2 separate regions of the Mus musculus genome follow, and region 1 is linked to region 2. Evidence: chromatin contacts called from public HiChIP or PLAC-seq data. All regions are on one chromosome and are shown on one strand. Each heading gives the region's core, a stretch centred on a gene start, on an enhancer-like site or on the middle of the called end of the contact. The rest is flanking DNA. Distances are from core to core; before and after follow the strand shown.

Region 1 (6,924 bases), core at 2,761-5,260, 41 kb before region 2:
TCTCGTCTTTGTAGTATACAATGTTCTCCAGATCAATACCTGGTGGGGCAGAGCAGAGGACCGGAGGTGAGTCTTCAGTGATACTGCAAACATCACCTCCTTAAGCACCCACGCCATGGCTGAGTGTCCCTCACAGAGCTGCTGGCACAAAGGGCCATCTGTCCTGGCCCCAGAGGCAAGAGGGGAAGCCAGGTGGAATGACAGCTGGGAGGCCTGTATCACTTAGTCACATAGTAGCAGTATAAAGCCAAAGTAAACATGGCATCCTCTTGAACATACATTTGCAATGTACATCATTCTTACTCTCCAGCATGAAGGAGCAGAAAGCAAAGGCATTTAAGGCCAGGCATTTAAGAGTCCCAGGGTCTTTCATGCCAAGCGAGCAGCTACTTGGTCCCTGGAGGACAGTTCTTCCTCTTTTGCTGTTGAGACCACCAAGGATGGACAAAAGTGAGGTTCCTTGGAGCCATCCCAGGTCTGAGAGGCAAGTGGGAAACATCCCACAGTAAAGGGAAGAGAAGGGAAGGCCTTTTGAGGGTGGGCCCTGACCTGTGGCTTTGAGCAGGCTCTGGAAGAATTTTTGGTTGTAGATTCGAGCTACACCACTGATCTCCGGCACCTGTGTCTCCTCCACCGTGCGCCCATTCACAAAGTTGGCTGTGATGCCAATGGCCAGTTTGCCACGCATCTCTCGTATAGTGAAGCCTAGTAGTGGGGGGAAGGTGGGGTAATACTTCTAGGAAGGCTCCGGGGAGCCTAGGATGCTGGCTTCCATCTAACTATCATCCAGCTATCATCCATCTATGAGGAAAAGGGCCACTCACCTTCAGGGACAAATTTGCCTCCTGCAGCTGAGATGAGGACATCAAACTCATAGCTGGCCAGTTGGGCTGGGGGGTTGGGCTGGAGCTGAGCACGCCAGCCACTCCCTGAGACAGAGAGCATGAGAGCCACAAAGGTGTAGAGGTCAGAGGGGCCCTACACTCTCCCAGGTCAGGCTAGAGAAACAAAATAAATTCGTAAAGGACTCAACACCCTGGAAAGTAGTTTATCAGATCACACCTCCTGGCTGCCAAGGCAGGCAGGTAAGGAAGGCCATACTCTGCCTACCTTGCTTTTCCCTCAGACTCGCTGCCTGAGGCTAGGGCTGCCCAGACTTCACTGTCAGGAAGGAGTCAGCTGACTCCCACCCAGACCTCCCTTAGCATCTTGTAGGGTTCTCTCTTTGGTGGATAGGAGATCTCAGAAACACTCACCTTTTCTGGGAGGGGGCTGGAGGCCAGTGAATTTGACGCCCCAGTGAATCTCCACCCCCAACAGTAAGGCCACCTTCAGTAGAAGCAGCTGAAGCTGTCGGATGCCTGGAAGTGAGGCGGCGGCGTTAGGAATGGACTCACGCCTTCTCTCGCTCTACTGTGCTTCTGTTCAGAGCTACAGGAGGCTAAGAGACCACTGAGCCCATCTGTGACCACACAACTCTGAAAACCTGATAACATTGGAGCTCAGAAACCAGGCAGGGTTACTACTTGGATAAGAAAAACCACTGTCCGTTTTACAGATGTCAGATCCGGTTCTTAAAGGTCTCCTGGTTACAGTGACGCCTGTTCACCCTGGCTTTTGCCTGACCCTGCAGTCTCCCTTCTCTAGACTTGGGCACACCAACCCGAGGGCCAACATGAAGTTCTTACTGATATGGTCCAGGGTGCCAGTACAGAAGCGCCCGTAGAACTTCTTGGCCCCAAGTGCCCGAAGGTCATGGATGGTGAAGGGCCAGAGATGGAGCACATTGTGCCTAGAGAACTTGATACGCTTTTCCACAAGTACCACTCGGGCACCTAACAGTGCCAACTCCACAGCAGCCCGAAGTCCGCAAGGCCCGGCACCTACCACGAGACACTGCAAGCACACACACACACCGGGGTGGGGGGTGGGGGTGGGGGGGTATGTAGCATCCTGTCTCCTTCTGTCTCCCCTGATGCTCACACCACTCCCAGACTCTACATATCTACCTTGGTGTTGGTACAGGCCTGGCCTTGCTGGTACACAGGCTGGCTCGCTCTCTTGTCCAACTTGGCCCACAGTGACTTGGCACTCCAGTAGTTGAGCTGGGCCTTGATCTTGTGGTACTGGGACAATCCCCCACCAGACTCCACTCCCAGGGCTCTACAGAGCCCCTGAAAGCTACTCAGTACATCCTGGCACAGCTGTGCCTGCACAAAGGTCTCAAAGTGGTCATGTGCTGGGTTGGTGGAGGCGGGTGATGCCATGTAGGGCCCCTGTTGACAGCAGGAGCAGCTGGGAGAAAACCCAGTGTCTGTGGGAAAAAAAAGAGAAGGCAAGATTGGAGGGAGGGAAAAGAAAGGGGGAGGAGCCAGCAGCGCAGGCCGTTGTCACAAGGGAGCTCAGGGTCCACCTCTGATTGGTTCTGCTTCCAGTCCACTCCCAGGCCATGATCCACACCCCCGACCCCTTCTGAGACAGCAGCTATCTCTTATAAAGTGAAATTCGCCAAATTTAGAAATGAAAACACAGTAGTCCTGGGCACAAGGATGCTAAGGGAGCCTCCTGTCGACCAGTGTCATGGCAGCTTTCATATGCGATCTCCGAGGCCCAGGGGACAAGAAATTGTAGTGGGCGTTCCCTAGGACCTGTAAGTAGGACACGGGGGAGTTTCTCAGCGGGCTGCCAGGGGTGGGGTGGGGGCGGAGGTTTCCCTTCTTGTAGACAGCAGGAACTAACACCCCAGTTCAACTGCGGCTGCCTCACAGACACACACCCATTTCTTCCTAAGTCTCTGTTCGCCAGCGCCCTTTGGCGAACTTAGTGCCACGCTGGTTGTAGGATGTGCCTCTCCCCAAAGGCAAAGTTCTTTTCCACGTGCTTGCCTCCTGACAAGGGGCAACACTGCCTGTGTAGATTCCACTTCTCAGCCACCCAAACTACCCTCACAAATAGCCTGAGAATGTTGTGACTGTTGTCTGCATGACAGACCTTCTGACTCACTGTGGTCAAAACACTTCCCCTGAGAAGAGATTGCGTCGCTGCTCCAACGGGCTGTGGGAAGGAGTGGGGTTAGCAACCCCTTCCGCAGACCCTCACATCTAATCGACCCCTAGCCTCACTCCCACGGCGTTCCTCTGTGCTCTCCCAGGAATCTCTGGAGACAAGGCCTCTCTTTGTACCCCTTTCCTTCCCTCCAGCCCACACGCAGCTTAAGGGCTCTTGGAGGGCTTTCTCACGCTGCCACCGGAAGAGATGAAGAGTATGGGGGGATGGGTTGCTCTCGGTGGGAGAGGCAACTAGGTGGTGGGGTGGGGGGGTTGTGGGCCGATCTATCATCCCCCAGCAGCCCCTTCATTGCCCGCGTAGTAGGAGGAGGCAAAGGTTGCCCTAGGGGGTCACTAGGACAAGAGTGGATAGATCTTCAGAAAGGACAGGAGTCCCTCTTGGAAGTGGGAGACTGGGGGTTGGAGCGACCTCTGCTAAAGGAAATAAAAGAGGTACCCAGACTGGAAACAAGCACAAAGGATGTGCCATTGGTGGAGCGTCTAAAGGGATGGAGAGCTGGACCTTGAGCAGCGGGGGTGAGAGCTCCCAATACTCTAGACAGCAAAATCTGCACAAAGGCGCTCATCTGGGTAGGGCCGGCAAGAGGACCCGCCAAACCAGCCAGGCGTGGCTCCCTACCCCATTTCCCCGGAAGCGCTCCCCACCCCCTTCCTTATCCTCACCCCCAGCCCAGCGAGCAGGAGGACGCACAGCAGGCATCGCTGGATTACTTACCAGCGTTTCTGGGGCTGGAAGAGCCGCTTCCTGTCGGAAGGGTGTCCCAGGCCTAGGGGCAGAGGAAGGGGTGGCGCAGGGAAAGCAAGAGATGCCTGGTGGCAGAAACCGGGGAGTTCCAAAGAGTTTGGACCGCAGCGCCAGCGCAGAGCACAGAGGAAGACTTACTCCGAACCTCCGTACTCCGCAGTCCTCCTCTGGGGACAGCCTGGGTCCCGCCCACGCCTGCCGGGTGGTGCTGTAGGGCGTGGTTCTGCCTACACCAGGGGCTGCTGGGGGCCTCCAAACGGTCTGGCCAGGCAGGGACAGGGAGAGCAGAGACTTGAGTGACCGTGCCTGAGTCCGCCCCGGTGGTACCCACGCTGTAGGCCACTTCCAAGAGCTGGCCGAGCGGGCGCAGGCCTCCGGCAAGAAGTTTATTGAAGCTGCAAGAACCGAGAGTGGCGCCAGATGTCTGAGCTCTCTTCACCTCTCCCACCGATAAATTCACACCCCTGGCGCCACAGGCGATCCAGTTGCGGGGGTCCATCTCTCCTGGGACAGGTCGGCTGGCTCCCAGGCTCAGGCTAAAGACAAAGCTTAAAGTCCTGGTCCACATCTTTCAACCAGGTACACACACAACCAGGTGTGTGTGTGTGTGTGTGTTTTCAACTAAGAAAAACAGGATGGTAAGGGTATGTGGGAGAGGATAAAACTTCAATGTGCAGAACTAAAGTCAAGACTCAGACAATGCTAGGGAACTTTGGAATCAAATTCTTAGTATTTCCTGTTAAGAAATTGTAGCATGAAAGGAATTGTTCAAAATCAAGCAGCTTTAAAGTTAATAAAACAGCAGTTCTCATTTATTGCATGAGCATTAACAAAACCTATTTTACTGAAATGTCAATGAGGCTTCATGACTGCACATGTTCACCAGCCAGTGGCATGGATGCTATCAGCCCCAGGCCTTTCTGGATCCCAACCTACCACTGTTAAACCACGGGACTGAAATAAGGTTTGACATCATGAGGAAGTAAAATCGCTACCCCAGAAGTGCTTAACCTAGGAAAAAATGGCTACATCTCTCTTCTTGAGGTCCAGGGACCAACAAAAGCCAAGGTCCAGTGGCTATCTTTTTGGGTTTGTGTTTGAATAAATCATTTTGCATTTTGTCCAGATATACTGGGGTACCCAGTAAGTCCTGAGCTCTAAACACACACAGCTGCAGCTGATAAGAAGGCAGAGAGAGAAGCAAGAGGAAATGCCAGCCCTCTGCCAGGAGAGGCCAACAATCCAGCCAGGCCACACACTTTGGAAGCCAGGAAGCCTTTGAGCTGGGCCCACTTGTGTTCCTGAGAGTGACATCATTTTGCTTGGAACAAATTTGCAGAATGTCATACACACCCATACTTAAACACACAGTGTAAAAAATGTTCTAAAAAGCCCAGTAGAGATGGGCTTCCGGCTTTCAGGATCATGCCTCTCCCTTTTATTAGCAGATGGACTACAGCAACTTACTGTGTCTTGTTTACAAAGACCCAGGTTCCCCCAGAGACTTTCAGTTGTAGCCAAACAGGGTTGTGTGGCTCTATGAGCAACAAATTTAAAGGCTGTGAAGGCTGCCTTTTAAAAGGATCACAGAACGAGTTCCTCAGCTCTTAAAAACCTGCTGATTTCCAGCTTTCCTTGCTGCTAGTTAAAGACCCACCTTAGAGCCACAGAGCTTCAGGACTCCAGAAGGTCTGTCTGTCTGTCTGTCTGTCTCTCTGTCAGATTTCTGTACCAGGCCTACTGTGTCTCAAAGTCACCACCAGCACACACACCTCAGTCTCCTGGTCTCTAAATGGAAGCATTTTGAATGACCCAACTTCCTTAGCTAGTTTCAGGTCTGGGGCCTTTTTATTCCGTGTTGCCGATTCTCAGAAATGTACAGAGTAAAACAAGCATTTTTTCCCTTATTAGGATCTTGAGTTATGACCCGAAGTTGTGTATTTATGTGAGCTAAAAGTAGTTGGCCTAGTCATACTGACTATAGTTCATGTTGGATTAAATAAAATAAATGTCCCACACATGAAAATTCAATTTTCAAAGAGCCCCATTCTAATGGGTTTGGAAAACATTACACTAGCAGCCGCTTAGTTTAAAGTCTCGAGGCACTAAGGACAGGATCCTCTTTGTGTGTGTGTGTGTGTGTGTGTGTGTGTGTGTGTGTGTGTGTGTGTCTCAGACCAAGTTCTGTCTTTCTGCAAAGCTATTTTTATTTCCTTATCTTACCTCCTAACCTCTGATCTCCTGGGCGTAGGGCCAGAAAAGAAACTTTCTAATACCACAGAAGACATCTGTCTGTAAGTCAGTCTATGATATGGTCTTGAATCTGAAGCTCAGAACCTTCAGCTCTGATGGGCCTGGCCTAGAGTCAGTACAACCCAGAAAGCCACAGTTCCCAATGTAAAATAGACCCAGAACCAAAGGTGTCGCATGTCTCAGTTATGAGATGCTGACTGGTTAAGATTAGAGGGTCTGGAAGAGCTTCCCATAATTTTGACTTGAATGGTTTGAACAACTTTCCTGGCTGAGGAACCACCCGCCCCTGAGCTGCAGGCAGAATGAGTGGGGTGTGTATTGGCCAATAGAGAGGTAACCCAGTGTGGCCGGAAGTGAGAATGTAGAAGAAGGGCCCAAGAGGAAGCTGGGCTGGGGATTTTATTCTAGGTGCAGAGGGGAATTGCAGAAGAAGTTGAAGTCATAATTAAAATAATATAATCTATCCATTTAGCAAGGCATTCTGTATGTTGCTAAGGGGACAATGGTAAAAAATACAGCTTTCTATTAGAGAAAGGGGCCAGGCAAGGGAATTAGAAACCATGACTCAGAACCCATGGAAAAGACTAAGGAAGGACACAACACACAGTGAATATGGAGACAGGATAGACTCAAAAGATAGCCTGAGGTATGGTAGGTCTTGGTGATAGATCCCATGTGGGGCAGAGGGTATGCATGCACACATGGGTATGTGCATGCGTGCCTGCCTGCTTGCTTGCCTGTGTGCAAGCAAGAAATCACTCCTGGGCTGAGGATGTAGTTCAGTTGGTAGTCTTGCCTGGCATGCAAGAAGCCCTGGTTTAATACCCAGCATCATATGAAAACCGGATGTGGTTGCTT
Region 2 (7,457 bases), core at 525-3,024:
AAGCGAGCTGGTTGGTTAGTTCGAATAAGGCTTGGGGTATTTCTCGGTCATTTGGGGAAACTGAGGTGGGACTTTTTAGTTCTAAACAATGTCTATTTTCAAGAAATGGGTATGGGAGGGGTACGAGGAGAGGGTCTAATGAAGGTTCAACAATGGGCACACACCTGGTCAGAACATTGGCAGACACACAGGTTCAAGGAGTGGCCAGAGCTCTGTGCACCTCTATTTTTCTAAATCAGTGAAGCTAGTTCTGCTAACACTGACGTCTGAGAGCCATCTGTTCTTGGCCCTGAGCCGGGGCCCAGGTGCTTGACCACCGATATTTGGCCCCTGTCCCGGTATTATTCAGCCTTAATCTTTAACTGTTAATCTTTAACTGAACTTTCTTGTAACTTTTGAGAACTTAGCTCTGGTACTTTTTCATGCCTTGCAAAATGGCGTTACTGCAGCTAGCTTGCTAAGCCTGATGGTGGGGTCTTTCACATCCTTCTCTCACCTCCCATCCTTTTTCATTTCCAGCCTCCCTTTCACGTACCCAGTTCATCCATGGCTGCTGGACAGCTACACAAACTGAGCCCACTTGGAATGACTTTGGGTCCTACACCTGGGTTCCTAGTTCCAGCCTTAAGTTCAGTGGGAATGAGTAGAATCCAAATTAGCAAACATAATCCCCAGACAAGTGATATGCAGAGGATATGGACTTGCTCGGGGGGAATGTGAGATGTTTCTTGGAGGTCCCTAAAATACTTGGAGCCAATCAGCATGGGCTGCTGCCCCTCAAAACCTGAAACTCAAAGGGGATGGAATATGCTGTTAGGCTTAATTGCTAAGGGATGCCAGTATACCCAACTGGCTGAAAAGACGGGCCGTGGAAATCTCGTTAGAAATGAAAAGGCCAGTAAATTGTAGTCTGGTGAGAAAATGGTAAATTACAAATATTAAAAAATTGGTTATGTGGGTGGGGTGGCCGGAGAGATGGCTCCAGGGTTAAGAGCACTGTCTGCTCTTCCAGAGGACTTGAATTAGATTCAGCGCCCATATGATGGCTAACATTCGTCTATAATTCCAGTTCCGGGGTATTGGCACTCTCAGACATATGTGCAGGCAAACCACCCAGGAAGAAAGAAAGGAAGGAAAGAAGGAAGCAAGGAAGGAAGGAAGGAAGGAAGGAAGAAAGAAAGAGAAAAAGAAAGAAAGAAAGAAAGAAAGAAAGAAAGAAAGAAAGAAAGAAAGAAAGAAAGGAAGAAAGAAAGAAAGAAGGCAAGCAAGCAAGCCAGGCGTGGTGGCGCACGCCTTTAATCCCAGCACTCGGGAGGCAGAGGCAGGCAGATTTCTGAGTTCGAGGCCAGCCTGGTCTACAAAGTGAGTTCCAGGACAGCCAGGGCTATATAGAGAAACCCTGTCTCAAAGAAAAAAAAAAGAGAGAGAGAGAGAGAGAGAGAGAGAGAGAGAGAGAGAGAGAGAGAAAGAAAAGAAAAGAAAGGGAGGGAGGGAGGAAGGGAGAGAGGGAGGGAGGGAGAGAGAAAGAGAGTGAGAGAGAGAGAAAGTGGGTGGTGCTTAAATCCCCAGAAAAAAAGTTTTTGTAGTCAACTCCCAGTCTTCTAATAGGGTTAGGGGAATTTTCTTTTTTCTTTTCTCTTCCTCTCTCCCCCCACCCCCACAACTCCCTCCCTCTTCCTCCTTTTTTTGAAGCAATGCTCCCTATAGCCTGGGCTGACTTTGAACTTGGACTGTTGTTATGTAGCCAAGGATGACCTTGACATTCCGATCCTCCTGCTTCCACTTTCCAGGGCTGGAATCTCGAGCATGTGAGGGGCTGGGGATGGAACCCGGCTTTCCTGCATGTGAGCTAAACATCTTCCAGCCAAGAGGCATCCTCAGCCCTGTATTCTAGCTTAGTTTTTATTTAAGAACTGTATATTAAATTTCTCTCTCTCTCTCTATCTCCCCCCCCCCTCTCTCTCTCTCACACACACACACACACACACACTCATTTTTAAAAAGATTTGTTATTTTTATTTACGGGTATGTGTGTTTATCTGTGCATGAGAACAGTACCCTCAGAGGCCAGAGACTCCCTGAAGCTGACATTCTAGGCACTGGTAAGCGGTGCTGCTAAGAGGCTGCTTTCTGGGCCCTCTCTATGCCCTACATTTTTAAACCATTTAACACTTTAGCTGTTTTATACAGCTGCTAAACATTTGTCCTTATTTTAAAAACACATTCGGGGGTGGGGGTGGGGGGCTGGAGAGATGGCTCAGTGGTTAAGTGCACTGACTGCTCTTCCAAGGTCCAGGCAAACTACATGGTGGCTCACAACCATCTGTAACGAAATCTGGCGCCCTCTTCTGGAGTGTCTGAAGTCAGCTCCAGTGTACTTACATGTAATAAATAAATAAATCTTTAAAAAATAAAATAAGATAAAAATGTATTCAGATCTAACAATTTTCCCCTCCCTTACACTCTTTTGACATATTTCATAAAAATCTGCATTTCCTCTTAGAACCCTAGTGACTTCTAGCTATAGAACCACATATTAAGCATATTTCAATCAGGGAAGAATGGGGGCAGCCTGTCAGTTACGACGGATTTTAGTTATTTTGTTGGGAAAATGACAGTGTCTTATGTTCAGAAAATATACAAACAATTTCTTATGTAAAAAGTATGACCAAGATTTCTATTAGTTTTGTCTCTTGAAGGTTTCTAATGTTTACTGGGTAATTTTCTTTAATAGAGACTAGCTTTCTACTGAAAATGTGAAAGGAAGGAATGAAGGAAGGAAGACAAGGCTAGGCATAGTAGGAAGACAAGGCTAGGCATAGTAGCACACACCTTTTTTTCCTTTTTAAAATTGACTTTAGGGCTGGTGAGATGGCTCAGTGGGTAAGAGCACCCGACTGCTCTTCCAAAGGTCCAGAGTTCAAATCCCAGCAACCACATGGTGGCTTACAACCATCCTTAACGAGATCTGACTCCCTCTTCTGGAGTGTCTGAAGACAGCTACAATGTACTTACAGTAAATAAATAAATCTTTAAAAAAAAAAACAAAACAATGAATTAAAAAAAAAAATTGACTTTAGGGCTGGGCAGTGGTGGCACACTCCTTTAATCCCAGCACTTAGGAGGCAGAGGCAGGCGGATTTCGAATTCAAGGCCAGCCTGGTCTACAGAGTAAGTTCCAGGACAGAGAAACCCTGTCTTGGAAAAAACAAAACAAAACAAAACAAAACAAACAAACAAATAAATAAAATTGACTTTACATCCTTATCGATGCCCCCATCCTGGTCCCCTCTCAAGGCCCCTCCCCCTCCTCTTCTCCTCTGATCTTCTGAGAGGGAGGAGGTATGTCCCACCCTGGCACACAAGTCTCTGCAGGGCTAGGAGTGGCACACATATTTAATCTCACACTGGGGAGGCAGAGGCAGGTGGAGTTCTGTGAGTTCCAGGCCAGCCTGGTCTACCTAGTGAGTTCCAGGATGGCCTGGGCTGTGTGGAGAGACCCTGTCTCAACCTGGCCTCCCCATAAAAGAGAAAAAAAAAACAACAAAAAACAAAAGAAAATACATGTAGTACGTATTTTAATATCTCAAATGGAATGCCTATTTTGTGGGAGCATCAAATTTAGGGGGAAAAAAGGAATAAAGTTGAAAGCTGCATGAATACTCAGAGGGTGACCCTTCCTGGTTAGGCCTTTTGAGTCCATCTGAGGCCCAGGAACTACATACACAACATTAGGCAGGAGGGAAGTATACTTCAGAAAATGCAGGGTATTAATTCTGCTCTTCAATTCCCTCTGTCCCTTGGAGAGTTCTGGGATTTGGGTCTCTGTAACGTAAGCAAGCTACCCAGTAACTGGGTCTATGTTTTTCAAGGATAAAAATGTCTGTAGCTTATGGTCGAAGTCGATGGCTCTGAACTGAGGCTCCTTGTACTTCCGGGTCATCTTGGAACTGAGGTACGTTATGAGTTCGCATCTTTCCACAAACTGCTCCAGCTTCTTCTTATATTTTTTCCTTGAATATTCAGAACCCTTGGGATTGAATGCTGTAGAAAATGTCACAGAGTTGGGAATGTTTTCTGACAGGTGGTTAGTAAGCCATGCCAGAGGAGAACTTCACGTGTAAGGAGAGCACACCCAGCCAAGGGGGAGATGGTCCCATCCCACATAGGTTAGAGGGCTGTCTAGCTTAGGTCATCATTTTCTGGACTCGCTTTTCTCTATGGCATGGATTTTTGAGTGCTGACTCTAAGTTTTGTTTTTGAGAGAGGGCCTTACTAAGTTACTGGACTGAGCTAGAGTCGGCTCCGTAGCCTGGGCAGGCTTTGATCTTAGTAATCCTCCTCAGCCTCCTGCTGGCTTTTACAGACCTGCACCACTGGGTCCAGTGCATCGTCCTTGATTGAAAAACTCGGGATTTCAGTTTTGATATTTTCCTATAGATATTTACCCTGTATTTCATTTGCCCCCTCCCATGCAAGCAGACAATCAACCTCGTTTAACAACCCTGTCTACCACGTACGGTACAACAAGTGCGCAGCTTTTCTGAATGGGGCATCATTTCAGAAAGGCGTACCTTTGAGATGAAACGCTATGTAAAGGAGCACGGACCTCCTCACACTTAGGAAGGGGAGCTTGGGTTTCAGGTTCCCTGCCGCATTCATTGCCTTGATCAGGGAAGTTGCTGTCCCCTGCAGGTAAGAGACAATTTAAATCAGTGTATATCTGAGTTCAAGTTTGTTCTTAATGAAGACAGATCAAAGTCTTTTTCTTTTTATCAAATAGCCTTCCTGGGATGGGGATGATTAGACAACCATCTAGTCGACAGGAAAGAAACACACTACATTTGATGAGGAAATGCAATATAACTGGACGTAATGCGGGCTGGTGGGGGCCGCATGCCTTGAAGTTAACAAAGAAAGATGGAGTTACCTTGGCTCATGTCTGCTTGTGTGGGTGGCACTGGTGGCCTGCCTCCTACTCTGTGTTCTTGGCCACATGACAAGGAATTCCAGAGACCAGTGTCACTGTGACCAAGTTCCTAGAGCTGTGAAGGTAAAAGAGGCCTTCTAATAAAGCAGGGCCTTAGAGAACACCCCTCCCTGTGTGTTCTTCCTTGGTAGGTTCATAGAGAGCCCATGGAAAGCTAGCTTTGTCTCCAGCTCTCCCTTCTGGTTTTCTTTCAGATATTTCTGAGGCATTCTTGCTATGTAGCTTACTCAGGTATGTGTCATTGGAGACTAACTTTCTAGGGAAATTGACAAAAATAAAGTGCTTAAGAAGTGACAAAGCTGTAAAACTGAGCTTTTGACATTTATTTTGCAGAAATAAAATAATAATAACAATAACTTCAGAAGGCTAGTGAGATGGTTCAGTGGGTAAAGGTTTGATCCTAGAAACTCACATAAAATTAGAGGGAGAGAACCAATTGTGCAAAATTGTTGTCTGACCTCCACACACATGTCCCCCTCTTGTGCACACCTAGTGTGTACACATGCACACGGAGCGACACACACACACACACGTGCAAGTAATAACTTAAAGATTAAATAACTTTGAAATACTATTTGACTAGTGACAAATTTTACTACCTTTAAAAATAATTATATCTGGATGAATAAAATGTGATTTGGACAGACAGTTTAATATGGATTTGGGATAAATAGTGGGTTTAGTATTTCACCTATCATGGTATTGTGACTCTTTTGTAGAGTAATTTAACCTTTGGAGGGCCAATATAACATTTCAAATCATAAAAAAAAAAAAAACCCAAACAAACAAAATTAAGAAAGGAAAAAGAAAAGAAACTAAATTACTCATCCAGTTTACATGTAAACAGTTTTAAGAGGACCCATTCATTCTCCTTCACTGTGGTGCAGCTCCAGGCATTACATTTAGAAGATCACAGATTTTATGTTAACAGCCACCCATAAATGAAGAGTGGTTTACAACTTAAAATCAGAAAACTGGGCTGGAGAGATGGCTCAGCAGTTAAGAGCACTGATTACTCTTCCAGGGGTCCTGAGTTCAATTCCCAGAAACCACATGGTGTCTCACAACCATCTGTAATGGGATCTGATGACCTCTTCTGGTGTGTCTGAAGACAGCTATGGTGTACTCATATAAATAAAATAAAATAAAATAAAAAAATCCTTTAAAAAATAAAAAAATCAGGAAACTTTGCCTGGAACCTCACTATATCAAAAGTGGAAGTAACTGTTAGAAGACACTTCTGAGTTCTTATAACATGTATCATAAAATGCCATACAACAGAACCTGTTCCAGATACCCAGGCAAAGGCAGACTGGTGAGGTGGATGGATTCCTTTAATGGGGGAAGTTTGCGTGGAAGCTTCTGGTTCCAGTATTGCATTGGTGACCTAAGAATACAAAGCTCGTCAGACCCATGCTCACACAACACTCACCCTGTGCACACAGACATCAGTATGAGACAAAGCTCACTTCTTGCTTTATCTACTGGAGAAAAGTATACAAGAGGGAAGACTAGGGCTTCTAGAAGTTTCTTTTGCTTTTTGATTTCACACAAGGTCTCGTGTAGCCCACTCTGTAGCTTAGAGCAACTTTGAATGCCTAATTCTTCTACTTCTATCCTGAGTCCTGGGAGTGAGCCACCATGTTTAGGTCTGGGGCCCCAACCTTGATCACCTATTTCAGATGTTGTAACTTTCACAGCAACTATATAAAACCTTTTTCTTTTGTCACAAAATTTGAATTATCTAAGCAGCACCCTCATCCCAAAGACACCTGTGCTCAGGGTAGAGGACACCAGGATGGAGCTTCAGAGCCAGGCTCAGGGTCCTCTTCCCAGCTGGTACCTCCTGTCTAAGAGCAGGCTCCACCCAACCTCTGAATCTGAGTTGTACTCTCCTGTGGGTCCCTTACTGTAGCTGTGTTTCTCTCTTCCCACCTCTCAAGTCTTTATTAGATCCTTCTCATGCAACTGCATTTCAACCTTCCCACAATTCCCACATTAAAAGAAAAGAACAATAGTTGAATATGTTGACCTGTTAACTCAGATCTCAGTAGGCAAAACCAGGCTAACCTGTTTTTGTGCTACACAGTATATTCCAGGCCATCCTGAGCTATGGAATGAGACCAGGTCTCATCAGCAAACCAACCCCAACCAACCAACCAACCAACCATCCAACCATCCAACCATCCAATCCCATCGCAAACCAAAGCCAAAACCAACCAAACAAGAATACAACAAAGAAAACCAACATTGATAGTAAATTCACCTTCTTACCTCCAATCATCATCTCTTCCAACAACTAACATCTCTCATTTTTATTTTATTTTTTTATAATTAAGTTTCTTCAACCCCGAGCCCCTCTAGAAATGACAATCTCAGGCTCAGGCTATTTTTACACAGTATTTTCTTTTTCTTTTGGAATCAGATGTGAGTGTTTAAAATCACAAAGTTTAAAGAGATTTGGTTT

The links. HiChIP or PLAC-seq counts read pairs in DNA pulled down with a chosen protein or histone mark.
Region 1: an H3K27ac HiChIP or PLAC-seq map of embryonic stem cells shows a contact between it and region 2, with 15 read pairs. The contact joins the promoter of Mical1 here to the enhancer-like site in region 2. A contact is called at or near these places in 8 of 39 promoter capture datasets (the C10 cell line, embryonic stem cells, hematopoietic stem and progenitor cells and 4 more), 1 of 15 datasets of contacts at CTCF or cohesin (large pre-B cells), 18 of 484 Hi-C or Micro-C datasets (the C10 cell line, CD8 T cells, the HPC-7 cell line and 12 more), 11 of 115 datasets of contacts at active chromatin or transcription factors (the 230-238 cell line, CD8 T cells, bone marrow-derived macrophages and 5 more) and 5 of 9 other capture datasets (adipose tissue, embryonic stem cells, liver and 2 more).

Annotation. Positions count from the first base shown.
Region 1 is chr10:41,473,400-41,480,323 of GRCm38.p6, reverse strand. Mical1 (microtubule associated monooxygenase, calponin and LIM domain containing 1) reads right to left here and starts at 4,010. Exons shown (of 24, transcript NM_138315.2): 1 at 3,784-4,010; 2 at 2,010-2,314; 3 at 1,689-1,896; 4 at 1,257-1,361; 5 at 825-929; 6 at 550-705; 7 at 1-39. The coding sequence starts at 2,267. It overlaps Gm51797 (a long non-coding RNA gene), which reads left to right and starts at 2,284. Exons shown (of 2, transcript XR_003948996.1): 1 at 2,284-2,650.
Region 2 is chr10:41,429,673-41,437,129 of GRCm38.p6, reverse strand. Ak9 (adenylate kinase 9) reads right to left here. Exons shown (of 40, transcript NM_001370813.1): 38 at 6,275-6,377; 39 at 4,575-4,689; 40 at 3,562-4,044. The coding sequence ends at 3,842. Among named protein-coding and RNA genes, the nearest start is that of Zbtb24, 17 kb to the left of the region's middle. Within about 2 kb of position 1,774, at least 8 of the 459 cell types and tissues checked have an H3K27ac peak or open chromatin away from gene starts, as enhancers often do. A contact at or near this core is called in embryonic stem cells, where this site is marked.